2 separate regions of the Sus scrofa genome follow, and region 1 is linked to region 2. The links are chromatin contacts, called in public Hi-C maps. All regions are on one chromosome and are shown on one strand. The core of a region is the stretch at or near the end of the contact, and the rest is flanking DNA. Distances in the headings are between cores, read along the strand shown. Region 1 has its middle 48 kb from the start of EMP2. Region 2 holds the start of EMP2 (epithelial membrane protein 2).

The links. Hi-C and Micro-C count contacts between places; a contact is called where the count stands out from the background.
Region 1: a contact with region 2 is called in a Hi-C map of liver, with 4 times the contacts expected there. A contact is called at or near these places in 1 of 5 promoter capture datasets (liver), 13 of 47 Hi-C or Micro-C datasets (alveolar macrophages, embryonic fibroblasts, fetal heart ventricle and 5 more) and 1 of 2 datasets of targeted methods (skeletal muscle).

The regions. Positions count from the first base shown.
Region 1 is chr3:32,494,908-32,502,057 of Sscrofa11.1, forward strand. No RefSeq gene overlaps it. Among named protein-coding and RNA genes, the nearest start is that of EMP2, 48 kb to the left of the region's middle.
Region 2 is chr3:32,448,185-32,454,629 of Sscrofa11.1, forward strand. EMP2 (epithelial membrane protein 2) reads left to right here and starts at 2,318. Exons shown (of 5, transcript XM_021086642.1): 1 at 2,318-2,456.

The DNA of each region.
Region 1 (7,150 bases), core at 1,629-4,128, 47 kb after region 2:
TCACCAAATATTCGTGCTCAAATGAAGGCCTAAGCATTGTATTAGGTGCGTCATGAGAAACCTGATCCCTGCTCCGATCTAGGCATCTGAGTTCCAATTTCGAAAAAAATCAATCAGTAAAAAGAAGAATACTTGGTGACACATGAAAATTAGAGGCAATTCAAGTTTCACTGTCCATAAATAAGGTTTTATTGGAACCCAGGCGTGCCTGTCAGCTTTGATACTGCGCGTGGCTGCCTTTAGGCTACGATGGCAGAGTCACCGCCCAATGTGCGTGGCCTGCAAAACTTTCAGGACTCTGGTTCGAGGAGAACGTTGCCATCTCCTGGCTTAATCAGGTAAGAGGGGAACTGACTTTTTCTAGGTCTTTCGTCAGGAACAAGAGAGATTCCGCAGAAGCCCTTCAGCCAAGTCTTCCTGATGTCGTTAGCCTGAGGACTGCAGTTTTCACACCTCACCCTGTCACTGGCAGAGGTGACTTAGCAGTGAATGACTGCGCCCAGCATGGACCTCTGAGCTGGGAGGCAGATTCCCGTTCCTCTGAGCGGGAGAGATTCCTGAACCACACTCTCAGCAAAGGGAAGAGGGCATCGACAGGGAGGCGGGCAACGAAGCCCATCCCTTTGCTGCCAAACGTGCAGGCACAACTTCCTCAGAAGTTAAGCCATTCCTAGACGTTCAGGAAATGCAGGAACCCCTTCCCAGGAGGTCCACAGCCCAACGTCACAATCACTCCAGGATCGCTTGGTGATGTGTAGCGATCCTCTCCGTCGGGCCCAGGGTGGCTTCTTGTGGCCCAGCAGCCCGTGACTAAAAGGTAAGTCGTATACTCGCAAATGCACCCCCTATGGGCTGGGGGAGAGGAAGAGGATGCCTACACGGTCCGCTTTGGAAAACAGATGAGCAGAATGAGCATCAATGCCCAATGGCCCAAGTTTCACTGCGGTTACAAATACCAGAAACTTCCTTCCCTGGTGGGGGTAAGATCCATGGTTGGTCAAAGCAGGGCCCTGGGTTCCACTCACTGGGATGATCTTTCTAGGCCACAGTCCTCTGGATCTAAGGCAATGGAGGGGAGGGCCCCCTCCCCGTTCCTGTGGGCACAAAGCCTAGTTTCCCAGAAGAATCTCAGGGCGGATTGGCTCAGGAACTTCTCAGTTCCTTTGGTCATGCAAGGCCATGCACATCAGAGATCTTATCTGGATCGTGGGTTTATTTTATTTTATTATTTTGTTTTATTTTATTTTATTTTATTTTATTTTATTTTATTTTATTTTATTTTATTTTATTTTATTTTATTTTATTTTATTTTATTTTATTTTATTTTATTTTATTTTATTTTATTGCTTTTTAGAGCCACACCTACAGCATATAGAAGATCCCACGCTAGGGTTCGAAGCTGAACTATAGCTGCCAGCCTAAACCACATCTACAGCAATGCAGAATCCGAGATGCATCTGCGACCTACACCAAAGCTCATGGCAATGCCGGATCCTTGACCCACTGAGCAGGGCGGGGGATTGAACCCAAAACCTCATAGATACTAGTCGGGCTCATTACCGATGAGCCACAATGGGAACTCCTGGATTGTTTTTTATTATTATTATTTTTAATTTTTTTGTCTTTTTGCCTTTTCTAGGGCTGCTCCTGCGGCATATGGAGGTTCCCAGGCTAGGGGTCTAATCGGAGCTGTAGCTGCCAGCCTACACCAGAGCCACAGCAATGCAGGATCCAAGCTGTCTACGACCTACCCCACAGTTCACGGCAAGGCCGGATCCTTAACCCACTGAGAGAGGCCAGGGATCAAACCCGCAACCTCATGGTTCCTAGACGGATTCGTTAACCACTGAGCCATGATGGAACTCCTGGATTGCTTTTTTAAACAACAAACATTTATTGTCACACAAATGTTGACACTCAGGAATCCAGTGACAGAGTAGCTGGGTGGTGTTTGCTTTCCTGTCTTATAGAAAGTGGACCTCATCTTTGAACCTGAGAATTCCTGCCTCCCAGCCCTTGACCCAAGCTATGTCCCCAGGCTGGTCCTCTGCCTGGAAGGTCTCTTTCTGAATCCCATGTATCCTCTCTTCTGCTCAGCTTTTTGCCTCCGCAACATGGATCTTTAGTCTAGAGCCAGGTGGAGCAAACTACTGGCTTGCTGGCCAAAGTCTTGCCTTTTTTGTGGCCCTCAAGCCAAGAGTGCTTTTTCAGTCTTAACATTATAAGAAAGGCAGAGAAGAATATGCCGCAAAGACCTAATGTGGCCTGTAACACCTAAAATACTTACAATTTTACTTTACAAATAAAGTTTACCAGCCTCTGGCTAGAACTGGACTTGCCTGTCCCTGTAAATCTCCAGACCATTAGATGCTCCACCAGTTTAGATTACAAGCCTCGGGCAGAAAGAACCTCAGTAAAGCCATGCTATCTTCCATTTTGGTCATTAAATGAACCATCCTGGCCAGTGATCGACTTCTTGTAGCGGCTTACTGAAGCCTCTGTGAAGGTGAACCTGGCAACATCCTGATGTGTTTCTACAAGTTTTTCTGAAACTGAGAACATTCACTGGTCACTGGCTGGTACGGATTAGGGAAGAGTTTAAACCAGGGTTAAACCGCGGTCCATGTCCAGCCCACCACTGGATTTTGTAAACGAAGTTTTACTGGCCTGCAGCCACCTGCTAATTTGCATATTGCTCAAGGCTGCTTTCAAAGTCAGGGTTGAGTTGCCGAAAAAGAGACCATACGGACCCACATGTGAAACATTTACTAGCTGGCCTTTTACAGAACGTTTGCCAAACCTTGGTGTAAACCAAATGTTTTGCAATAGCAAAGCCAGGGCCCCTGCTTCCCAGGCTGGAACCGCAGATCCCGGCTGCCCTCTGTGCTGCCACCTGTGCCTGTGGCTTGTAGCACCCAAATGTAGTGTCAGTCAGGGTCCTTAGCTGCAAGCAACAGTGTCTCTGGCTAATGTACACAGAAAAGGAATTTATTAAAAGGAAATCAGGTCACTACCCCCAGCCCCACCCCCATTGCCTCATATTTCTTCTCAGAACACTCTTTGGTAAGGAAACCACACAAGGTGGTGGCACTTATACCAAGGACTTGATCTGTATCCGTGCCACCCATATGTCTTTAAAGTTTTTTAATTTAAAATTTTATTTTTTGTTTTTGGCAGCACCCTAGACCTGTGGAAGTTCCCAGGCCAGGGATCGAACCCGAGCCACAGCAGTGATAATGCTGGTTCCTTAACCCTCCGAGCTACCAGGGAATTCCTACCCCTACAGCTTTAGATTCAAAGCCAGGCACAGTGCATCTGATTGATGATGTCTGGGTCACATGACCTTGGCCTCACTGCAAGGGAGGCTGGGAGATGATTAGCAGGCATTGTCAGTATTGTTCGTTTTGTTTTGTTTTGATCTTTTTAGGGCCGCTCCCGCGGCATGTGGAGGTTCCCAGGCTAGGGGTCTAATCGGAGCTGTAGCCACCTGCCTATGCCAGAGCCACAGCAATGAGGGATCCGAGCCGCATCTGCGACCTACACCACAGCTCACGGCAAGGCCGGATCCTTAACCCACTGAGTGAGGGATCAAACCCGCATCCTCATGGATTCTAGTCGGGCTTGTTAACTGCTGCACCACGATGGGAACTCCAGTATTGTCTGTTTTTACAGTAGGAGGTAAGTTTTGCAAACCAACCAGAGACTCAGAAGGAAGGGAATTCTCCAGACAAAGGGAGGACCTTCAGATACTGGGCTGTCAAATACCTGCTAAATCCCATCAGAAGCCCAGTTCTCTATCTACCTACGGCTAAGCCAGTGTATCCTAAGCTTTATGGCCCATACCTCGTCTACACGCTTTTTGCTGGTAGGTGTGTACATCCTGCACTATTCACTGAACATTTTTCCTTAAATCTACTTTTTTTTTAATATAAATGCATTCATTCAAAAGAAAAAATAAATACAATTTATTTCAAACTACAAATTTATAAAGTAAATTGAAGATCAACATTTTTTGTCATAAGTGACCCAGTTAAAAACTAGATATGATTAAAAATAAGAATGTTATTAAATGCATATTTCAAATGGTTGTTTGCAGGAGGTTTTGAGCCCTAGGACTGCTCTTTCCTAACTAAGAAAGGTTAACAACAGATACATAGGTGTTAAAAAATGATCGGGGGCAGGGGGAGAAGAAATGGATGGAGTTCCCTGGTGGTCCAGTGGTTAGGATTGGGTGCTTTCAGCTTTCACTCCTGTGGCCCGGGTTCAGTCCCTGGTCTGGGAACTGAGATCCCACATAAAGCTGCTGCATGCCACAGCCAAACAAACAAACAAACAGATCAGGACCATAACTGCTTGATATAATCGGAAAGTAGTAAGAAGACAGAGAAGATAACGTCCTCTTATGTAACGTGACTCCAGGTACCTCCTAGATCAGTCAGGTACCACTGGGAGTATTTGCCTTGCAGTTTTTTAATTTATTTTATTTTATTTTATTTTTTGCTTTTTTAGGGCCACACTTGCAGCATAGGGAGGTTCCCAGGCTAGGGATCTAATGGGAGCTACAGCTGCCGGCCTACACCACAGCCACAGCATCGCCAGATCTGAGCCATGTCTGTGATCTACACCACAGCTCATGGCAACGCGGGATCCTTAACCCACTGAGCAAGGCCAGGGATTGAATCTGCAACCTCATGGTTCCTATTCTGATTCGTTACCACTGTGCCATGATAGGAACTCCTTTTTTTTTTTTTTTTTTTTAAATTATGGTTGATTTACATTGTTCTGTCAATTTCTGCTGTACAGCAAATTGACCCAGTCATACATCTATACACACTGTCTCATATTTTGCTTAGTAGCTTACTTTCAATCCTATCAAAGTTTCCTGTTGTTGCTTTAAGAGATCAGAGTTCCCGTCGTGACTCAGCGGAAACGCACCTGACTAGCATCTGTGAGGATGCAGGTTTGGTCCCTGGCCTTGCTCACTCAGTTCAGGACCCAGCGTTGCCATGAGCTGTGGTGTAAGTTGCAGATGCGGCCTGGATCCCATGTTGCTGTGGCTGCAGTGTAGGCCAGCGGCTACAGCTCAGACTGAGAGTGCAGCTCTAAAAAGAAAAAAAGAAAAAAAAAAAAAAAGAGGGAGAGAGAAAGAGATCACCACAAATTTGGTGGCTTAAAACAACATGATTTTATTATTTCACATTTCTGCAGGTCAGATATCTCAAATCAGTTTCATGGGGTGTCAGCAGGGCTCCATCTGGGGAACATGTAGGTCAGGCTCCCCAAAAAGTGTGAACTCTTTTTTTTTTTTTCTTTTTCTGCCGCACCTGTGGCATATGGAAGTTCCTGGGCCAGGGATCAAATCTGTGCCAGAGCTGCACCCTATGCTGCAGCTGCAGCAACACCAGATCCTTAAGCCACCATGCCACAGCGGGAACTCCCAAGAAAGTGCAAACTCTGGTGTCTTCTCTGGTGTTAGGAATTCACATGTGTTCTTTGCTCCTCCCTTGTCAGATTTCCCCTGGGTCCCCTCTCTCTGAACACCACTACCTCTCTCAAGCTGGCCTTGTAGGATGTCCCCATCCAACAGCAGATTTAAAATATCTATTTTGATTTAGCCACACCTTGGGTATATGATTAGATGCTTCCAGCCTCCCAGAAAGCCCAGCACACTCCATCCTCTCACCCGCTTCTGACCACAAGTCCCGTTTGAGCTTCTGGGCTTGCGGGGACCCCGGGGGGAAGGGGCCCGACGAGGCACATTGTGCCATCCTGCACAGACGGCCAGTGGGCGCCGCCTCTGCCAGGTGTCTACAGTGCGCTAATTACAGAGCTTGTCTGGTTCTGAGGAGCTGACGTTTCTGACTCATCACCCAGGGGGCAGGAGTTTTCATTTGCTTTTTCTGTTCTGATAGCTGCTTTTCTTGGCCCCATCCAAGGCCGTGGCCCAAGACTGCTGTGACCCACCAAACCTTCCCTGGGAAGAAGTATATACCAGCAATCCAGTCTGACTCTGTGATTAGGAGCCAAGAGACTTTAACAAGCTGCTTAGACTCTTTAAACCTCTTAATCTGCAAAACTGGGGTAATGCTTAAGCCTTTGGTCTCCCATTCACCAAATATTTGTGTTCTTGCTTGTTTGTTTTTTGGCCACATCCATAGCATGTGGGATTTCCCAGGCCAGGGATGGAAACTGTACCACAGCAGCAACCAGAGCTGCTGCAGTGACAACACCAGGTCCTTAACCCACCACACCACAAGGGAACTCCATGACCCAGGATTTGATGAGCACCTATCATGTGCCACACCTTGGGCTGGAGACACACGGATGTACCAGACGGAAAAGTCCTGTGTGCTTGCAGAGCTTACAATGGAGGAGGGGGCAGCCAATAAGCAAGAAAATTTTAAACAAAATTACAAATTGGGATACCATCTGTGAAAGAGATAGTATAATGTAAAGGCAACAACCTGGGCTGAGTGAGCAGGACTCATTGATGAGATGACATTTAAGCTAAGACCTGTTTAGGAGAGCTGAGGGCAGGAAGGATTGAGCAGCAGAACCAGTCAGTATATACGATTGTGAGGATTAAATAAGATAAAGCACACACAAGACCGGGCCCAATGCAGTGGACATTGTTTCCAGAGATACCCAGAACTCCAGTTTACAAAGTACCTTCGTATGAACTGTATCATTTAATTTGTTTCTCATGACAGCCCATCAACTAGAGAGGCAGACACTGCTGTGCCCATTTTATTGCTGGAAAGGGATGGGAACAGCATTTTCGCTCAGCAGGGAGGCGGAGTTCCCGTGGTGGCGCAGCAGAAACGAATCCGACTAGGAACTATGAGGTTTCAGGTTCCATCCTTGGCCTCACTCAGTGGGTTAAGGATCCACGTTGCTGTAACCTGTGGTGTAGGTCGCAGACACAGTTGGGATCTGGCGTTGCTGTGGCTGTGGTGTAGGCCGACAGCTGCAGCTCCGATTAGACTCCTAGCCTGGGAACCTCCGTATGCCACAGGTGGGGCCCTAAAAAGAGAGAAAGAAAAAAAAAAGTTCAGAAAGGAGGCAAAGCCTTTCCTTGCGGTTTCTTTCCTCTCCTGAAGCTGCCTTCTTTGAGTGATGGTGGATGCTTGCAAGTTAGCAATGGATGGGT
Region 2 (6,445 bases), core at 1,068-3,567:
CTTCCCTGTGTGGGCCACGCCCCACCAGCAGGTGCGTGGGAGGGGATTTTAGGAGGACGCACGGAGTGAGAACAGAATTCCCTTTTCCAATGATCTTGCAATAGTTCTGACTACAAGAAGGAGACTTTCTCCTTCTATGCTAGCGTGACCCTAACACTTGCTGAACTCCTTTTTCAATAGACACTAAACCTCAGGTTCATGGACTCTTTCATGCAATAGTATCTAGTTAGAAAGTACTAACACTGTTTTCTTTGGGCAGTGTTTATATTTCAAGTTTGTCTTCTATTTTTGGTGGTTGGCATTGGTTTCCTGTTTATCACGATGATATAGAGCTTCCTTTTAAAAAACAAATATAGTTAAAAAACAGAGTTGACTTAAAGAAAAATATTAAGTGTATACTAGTTCAGGTGGCCTGTGGATATGATAAAAATCATGGCTGGACCCTGGTTAACATTTTGCAAAGTGCAATGTAATGGGAAGAGGTGAGCCAGGTTCAAATCCAAGCTCCCACCCAAATAGGGACTTTGGGCAAGTTATTGAAGTAGCTTCTCTGAGCCTCAGTTTCTTCATGGGCTGCTGGGTCACACAGATGGCAGGGCTTGTAAAGTAACTGGCACAGAGTGAGGGCTCAGCAAAGGGAAGAAACCCACCTGCTGCAGGTGTCCATTCTGCCAGAGCCTTCTGGGCGTTCTCAGGTGGCCATGGGACAGGCAAGCATCCCCATCCCTGCTGGTGACTGGGCCCTGTATGGCCTCCTCTGTGGCAGCCAGACCCCACTGTCCTCCCCTTTTACGTGGGGCCTCAGCTCAAAATGAACACCTTTCTGCCCCCTCTCTTGCTTGGGAAATGAAAGTCTTGACTAGCCATAGAATATCAGAATTTAAAAAGATGTGGCAGATCAGACACTAGAGCAGCTGAGGGACCTCAAGACTTGGGTCTTGGGGTAGCCCTTTGCAAGGGGCCCCAGATCTCCCTCAGATCTCTAATTTAGACCCAAGGAGGCTCTCTCTTTGCAGAACTCTGCAACAAGATTGAAAAATGTCTGGAGCATTGCCGTCATAGCTCAGCAATAACGACCTTAACTAGTATCTATGAGGATGCCAGTTCAATCCCTGGCCTCACTCAGTGGGTTAAAGATCCGGTGTTGCTGTGAGCTGCAGAGTAGGTCGAAGACACAGCTGGGATATGGCGTTGCTGTGGCTGTGGTGTAGGACGGCTAGCCTGGGAATTTCCATGTGCTGCAGGTGCATCCCTAAAAAGACAAAAAAAAGACAAAAAAAAAAAAAAAAAGAGAGAGAGAGAGACTGGGCATCAGAAAATTTAAGCATGGCTTCTCAGCTAGACCAGCTACTGCACAATAAGTTAGCATTTCTTGAGAGGATTTCTGATTCTTTTGTTAGTGGCACAAGTCCATTGCCTTATATTTTGGGGTGGGTGCAAATAACATTAACATGTTAAATTAAAAGCTTTAAAATATACTGTAATATGCTGTGGTCCTGGTTTGGAATTTCTTCCCTTTTTCAATACAGTAAATTCTCCTCTTCCTGCACACCCCACCGCTGAGGCTCAGGCCCCTCTGGCTTTTTCCTGTAGCCTGCAAGAGCCTCCAGCCCAGAGGAACCCTCTCAGTTTCTAAATGGGGACACTGGGGGCTGGAGAGCAAGACTTGGGGTGGTTTGTCTTTTGATGTTATTTCCAGGGACAATAAATTCCAGGGTCGTGGTTTCAAAAGATACGGCTGGTGTTTTGTGTGCGGGTGTGCCTGGGCGGGGGGCATGGGCTGGGCAGACTCTGGTGGAGTCCTAATGGATCCCTGGTTGCCTGGCCACCTCCCACCAAGGCCAGGGACTCTATGTCAAATAGGAAAAATAACCACAGCTGAGGCTGATCGAGCACTTACTATGTACCAGGCACTGCGCGCCTATGACCCTTGCAGGAAATCAGTCCTATCGTGACTCCCATTTCCAGAGGGGAAACTGAGGTAGGAAAGATTAAGCAGAAGATCCCTAAGTAATGAAAAGTGCTAGGGAAGGGGTTCTAAAGTAAGGATTCCAGAACCCTGGTCCTTAACCCTTACCCTGAGAGAAGAGAACTGGGGAGAAGATGCGAAGGAGAAGGGGAAGCTGGAAACTTCCAGAGTGGGCGCAGCGCAGAGAGCCTTCCAGCTCGGAGGAAGCTCGAAGGAAGGCGGGCTGGGGCTGGGGTCGCTCCCCGGGCTCCGGCCTTTCTCTCCAGCGGCCCCCACCCGCCTCCCGTGGTTCCTCCCACTCCGCTTCCCCGCTCCTGACATCACACCCCGGGAGGCGGGATCGGGAAGGAGGGGGGACGTGGGGAGGAGGCTCGGCGCCACCGAGAGGGAGGAGGGAGGGCGCGCAGTCCCAGCCCAGAGCTTCAAAACAGCCCGGCGGCCTCGCCTCGCGCCCCAGCCGGTCGGTCCGTCCAGCCGCCAGCGCCCGGTGAGTCGGGGTCGCGCCCGGGAGCCGCGCGCAGGTCTGGGAGCTCGGGGCAGGGAGCGCCGGGGCAGCGGGGACGCGAGCGGCCCCTGCACCTACCGGACCCAGGGAGGTGCCTGCAATTGGTAGCGGGCAGGGAGGGGCCGAGGCCCATGGGGCCGAAAAGCCCCTGTCCCTCGGCCAGACTGCGAGGGCGCAGACGTCCCGCCTGCGTCGAGTTCGCTCGGGACCTGGAATTCCACCTCCCCACCCCCGGACTGCTTCCTTCGCCTCTTGCGCCGAGGCGGGCGGGAAAAGTTTGGGGAGGAGTCAGGGCGACTCCCCTCGGTCCCGCCAACTCCACTCCCAGGGCTCTCGGAGTCCAGGCCAGCCCCCCTCTCGTTGCGTGAAGGCCCCTGGCGTCTTGGCGCACGGCCCTCCGCCTCGCCCAGCGCGCGGGACAGGCTGCGCCCGGGCCGGGTCCGTGGGTCCCGTCTCGGCCCCCGCGGCGGCGGCGGCGGCGGCTCCGTGGCGCCCCCTAGCGGCGAGGAGCAACGGCTGTGGGTCTGGGGCGGTGGGGGAGCTGGTGGCACCGCTTGGGTGATCCCCTCTCCACTCTGGTTGGGCTTCGCGGGCTTTGAGAGCGCCATCCATGGGTCCAGAGAACGGGGAGGCTAGTGCTCGTGATAGAAGGACTCTATATTCTCCCCAAATCCAGGGTCCTGAATGCACCCCGGGGAGGGCCTAATTTGGGGCTGGTGTGGGAACTTCCTAGGTGGAGATTAGTTGGGGGCACCTGTGCCCGAGGGAGACCCCCGCAGCGCAAAGCTCTCCCTCTAAGCCACAGAGCTCATCTCTTCCTTCGGAACAAGAATGACAGTCCAGCTTCAGATTTGGGAAAGGGGGCAGTGTCCCTCCCAAGCTCCAAAGCTGTGATGTGGGGTGGAGCGACCTTGTACCCTTGCTGTGTCTAAAATGCAGTGACAAGCCTAAAGAGTGACAGGCAGAAAGTAATAAGGTAAGGGGCCCAGAGAGGGTCTTAAGAAGCCAGTGGCCCAAATACTGTATGATTTCCTGATAAGAGGCACCTGGAATAGGACCCCTCCCAGCGCTGGAAAGGAGGATTGTGGGGCAGAGAGATGGGGGGTTTTGCTTAATAGGTACAGAGTCTTTGTTGGGGAGGATGGAAATTTGGGGTGTAGGTAGTGGCATTGGTTACACGATATTGTAGATGTATTCAGATGCCACTGAATTCTACACTTACAAGTGGTGAAAATGATCAGAATTATGCTTTGTATATTTTACCATAATTAAACCACGAGAGTCTCCAGCCACCTCTATGCTTCAGGCCGAAGGGGTTGGATGTCCCAGAGGCCGCTCCCTGTCACTGGCCACCACTCCCTGGAATCTGGCCTCAGCATAAGGAAGTGGAAGGAAGGGACGGGAGCTGGGTTTCCCCAGGAGTTGGGAAGGGACAAGAAAGTGAACCGAGAGCTGCTGGAGCCTCTGCTGGGCGCTGCACCTGGCAGCCCCCCACAGCATTAGTCGTTCCATCCCCACTCCGGGCTGCAGGTGGGCAAAACCAGGCCAGTGAACCTAAGTCAGTGTCTCAGGGCCCTTGAGCCAGGAAGTTCCAAGAGCCAGATTTGAACTTCCATTTGCATCTCCCCAAGCCCTCCCCTTTTTTCCACCCAGAGGTGCCTCAGTGGGTGTTTGCGGAGTGGAGGGGGGATCCTTCTGGGGAAATCAGGGCCCAGATGCCCATGGGGGCTTTGGCAGATGCCAGGCTCACAGCAGAGGAAGGGACATGGGGGTGGCAGGAGAATGCAGACCTGTTTTCCCACCGAGGGTTATGGGATCCGCCGCTTCAGGCCTGGAGCCACGTCTGTCCGTCCCTCCAGTGGGGAGACTGAGATGCACCTGAATCTGGGGACTGGTGTTTGTGTTGGAAGCCACGGAGGTGGCCCTCGGGACTGGTGAGGGCAGGGCCAGCGGGAGGGGAGGCTCAGGGCTGGCACTGCTGGGCCCCACCCAGGGGGAGGGGCTGCGCCCTCTTCGGGCTTCCTGGCCCTCAGCTCTTGAGGAGCGACAGGGTCCCTTGCATCTAATAGTAAACATAGGGCACAACCGTTCTGTCCTGGCCTTCGTCCCCCTACACACACAAGTGGTTTCTCGGGCCCTTTGTTTCTGGAACATGAGTGTGTCCCCTAGATTTCTTCTCTGCCTCGTGCATCATGTCTTCAGGGCAAAAGCTAAAAACCACATGTCTGTGCGCACAGACGCAATTTTCCAGCAACAAGTGATTCACAGGGAGGCTCAACTGGCCAAATTGTCACCCCAGGCCCACACTGACTCCCCTGCCCTCTGCGACCTTCCTGGTGGATGCCCGGGGGCGGGGGGTGGGGGTGGTGGTGTCACCGCTGGGCCTGGCTCTTTGTCATAGTAAACTCTGCCGCCAGACATGACCGGGAAGGGAAGTCTGTCGAGACAAAAATACATGAATGCCTTTCCAGGCCAATGGGGTGGCAGTGGATTACTGGCCGCTTGGCGGGATTTGTTTAGAAGGCAGGAGTCCAGCACGGGGGCGGGCAGATAATCGTGTGTGTGTGTGTGTGTGTGTGTGTGTGTGTGTGTGTGTGTGTGTTGCAACAAGTGTCCACTACGCAGCTCTGCGGACATGTGGGTTCTCTGATACGGGGTTCAGGGGCTAAGGGGGCCCGGGGGGACTGGGCTCTCCATCCACAGAGGGGTGGCAGCCATCCCCTAAAGGTGGGGTGTGGTCCAGGGTGTGGGGCCTGGGGACCAGAGCCCTTCCAGAAGAGGCACTTAAAGGTCAGTGGCAGGACTTCAGTGCAGGAGGCCTCCGGGACGTCTTACTGGGCTTGGCGATTGGCAGCAGCAGCTGGAACCAGGAACGAGAGCAGCTGGCCCCTGAGATAGAGCTGGGGACCTGACTCTTGGATGTTGGCTTCATTCTTCCCAGGAAAGGATGGAAGGGGAGGTGGGGAGGGGGGAGAGGAGGCTCCCCTTCTCACCCCAGGAGCGATGGACTCGACTGCCTGCAGGAGTTACCCGAAGAATGCAGCTGTGGCAGGGCTGACCCCTGGCGGGAGTTGTCGGATGCATCTGGCTCTTGTTAGGGACAGGCTGAGAGGGAGTCTAAAAATATCCTGCCACCCAGCGAGGGTGCCGGCCTGGTAACCTGACACCCACAGTGGCGGTGGCTGTGGTGTTGGTGATGACGACGGCACTAGCTTTGCTCTGTGTGGAGTCACTGGAACTCTTCCAGGAAGCCAAGCCTTGGGCAGAGGCCTAGAGGAGTGAATGCTGTCTGCATTTAGGGCAGCCATGGGCTAAGATTGAAGAATTCCAGGGGCATAAAGGCCTTAGAAAGTCCCAGTTTGACAGCAAGGGATGCTCAGAGAGGCGGAGTGACTCACCCGAGGTCACTCAGCGAGTCGGAGGCAGTCCCTGAACTAGATCAGGGTCCAGGGACTCACTGAGGAGAAGTTCGCTGGCTGGGAGTGGTCGGTGGGTTCCCAGGTTGGGTCCCCAGGGTCAGGAGCCCTTGTGGCCTATACCATCCATCCGGGATGATGCGTTTCCACGCTCTCATGCCGATCTGAGAAAAGTGGGCAGGGAACTGTGCTCTTGTAGTGGGGCACTTCCCATTGGCATCGGGTCACTCCTGGCTCTGGGGGTGTCGTCCATCCTGGGGCGGGAAGGAGGGAGGTGGGGGCTGGAGGAGAACCTTCTTCCCCTCCCAAGACACTGCTGGTTTGTTCACATGGTCTTTCCAAGGACTTTAAGAGGAGTTGTTGGCCTGAATAATTGAATTCCCAGGGCTCTCACCTTCCTTGGGAAGCTGGGCTTCTCTTGCTCTAAAGGAGAGACTGAGGGGAAGAGACTGCCCAACTTCCTGCCCTCCATGGACAGGTCGGATGACATCAGCTTCTAGAAGCTTCCTAGCACTTCTGGATCTGAGCTGAGGGAAGGGGTCCCCAGGGGGCTAT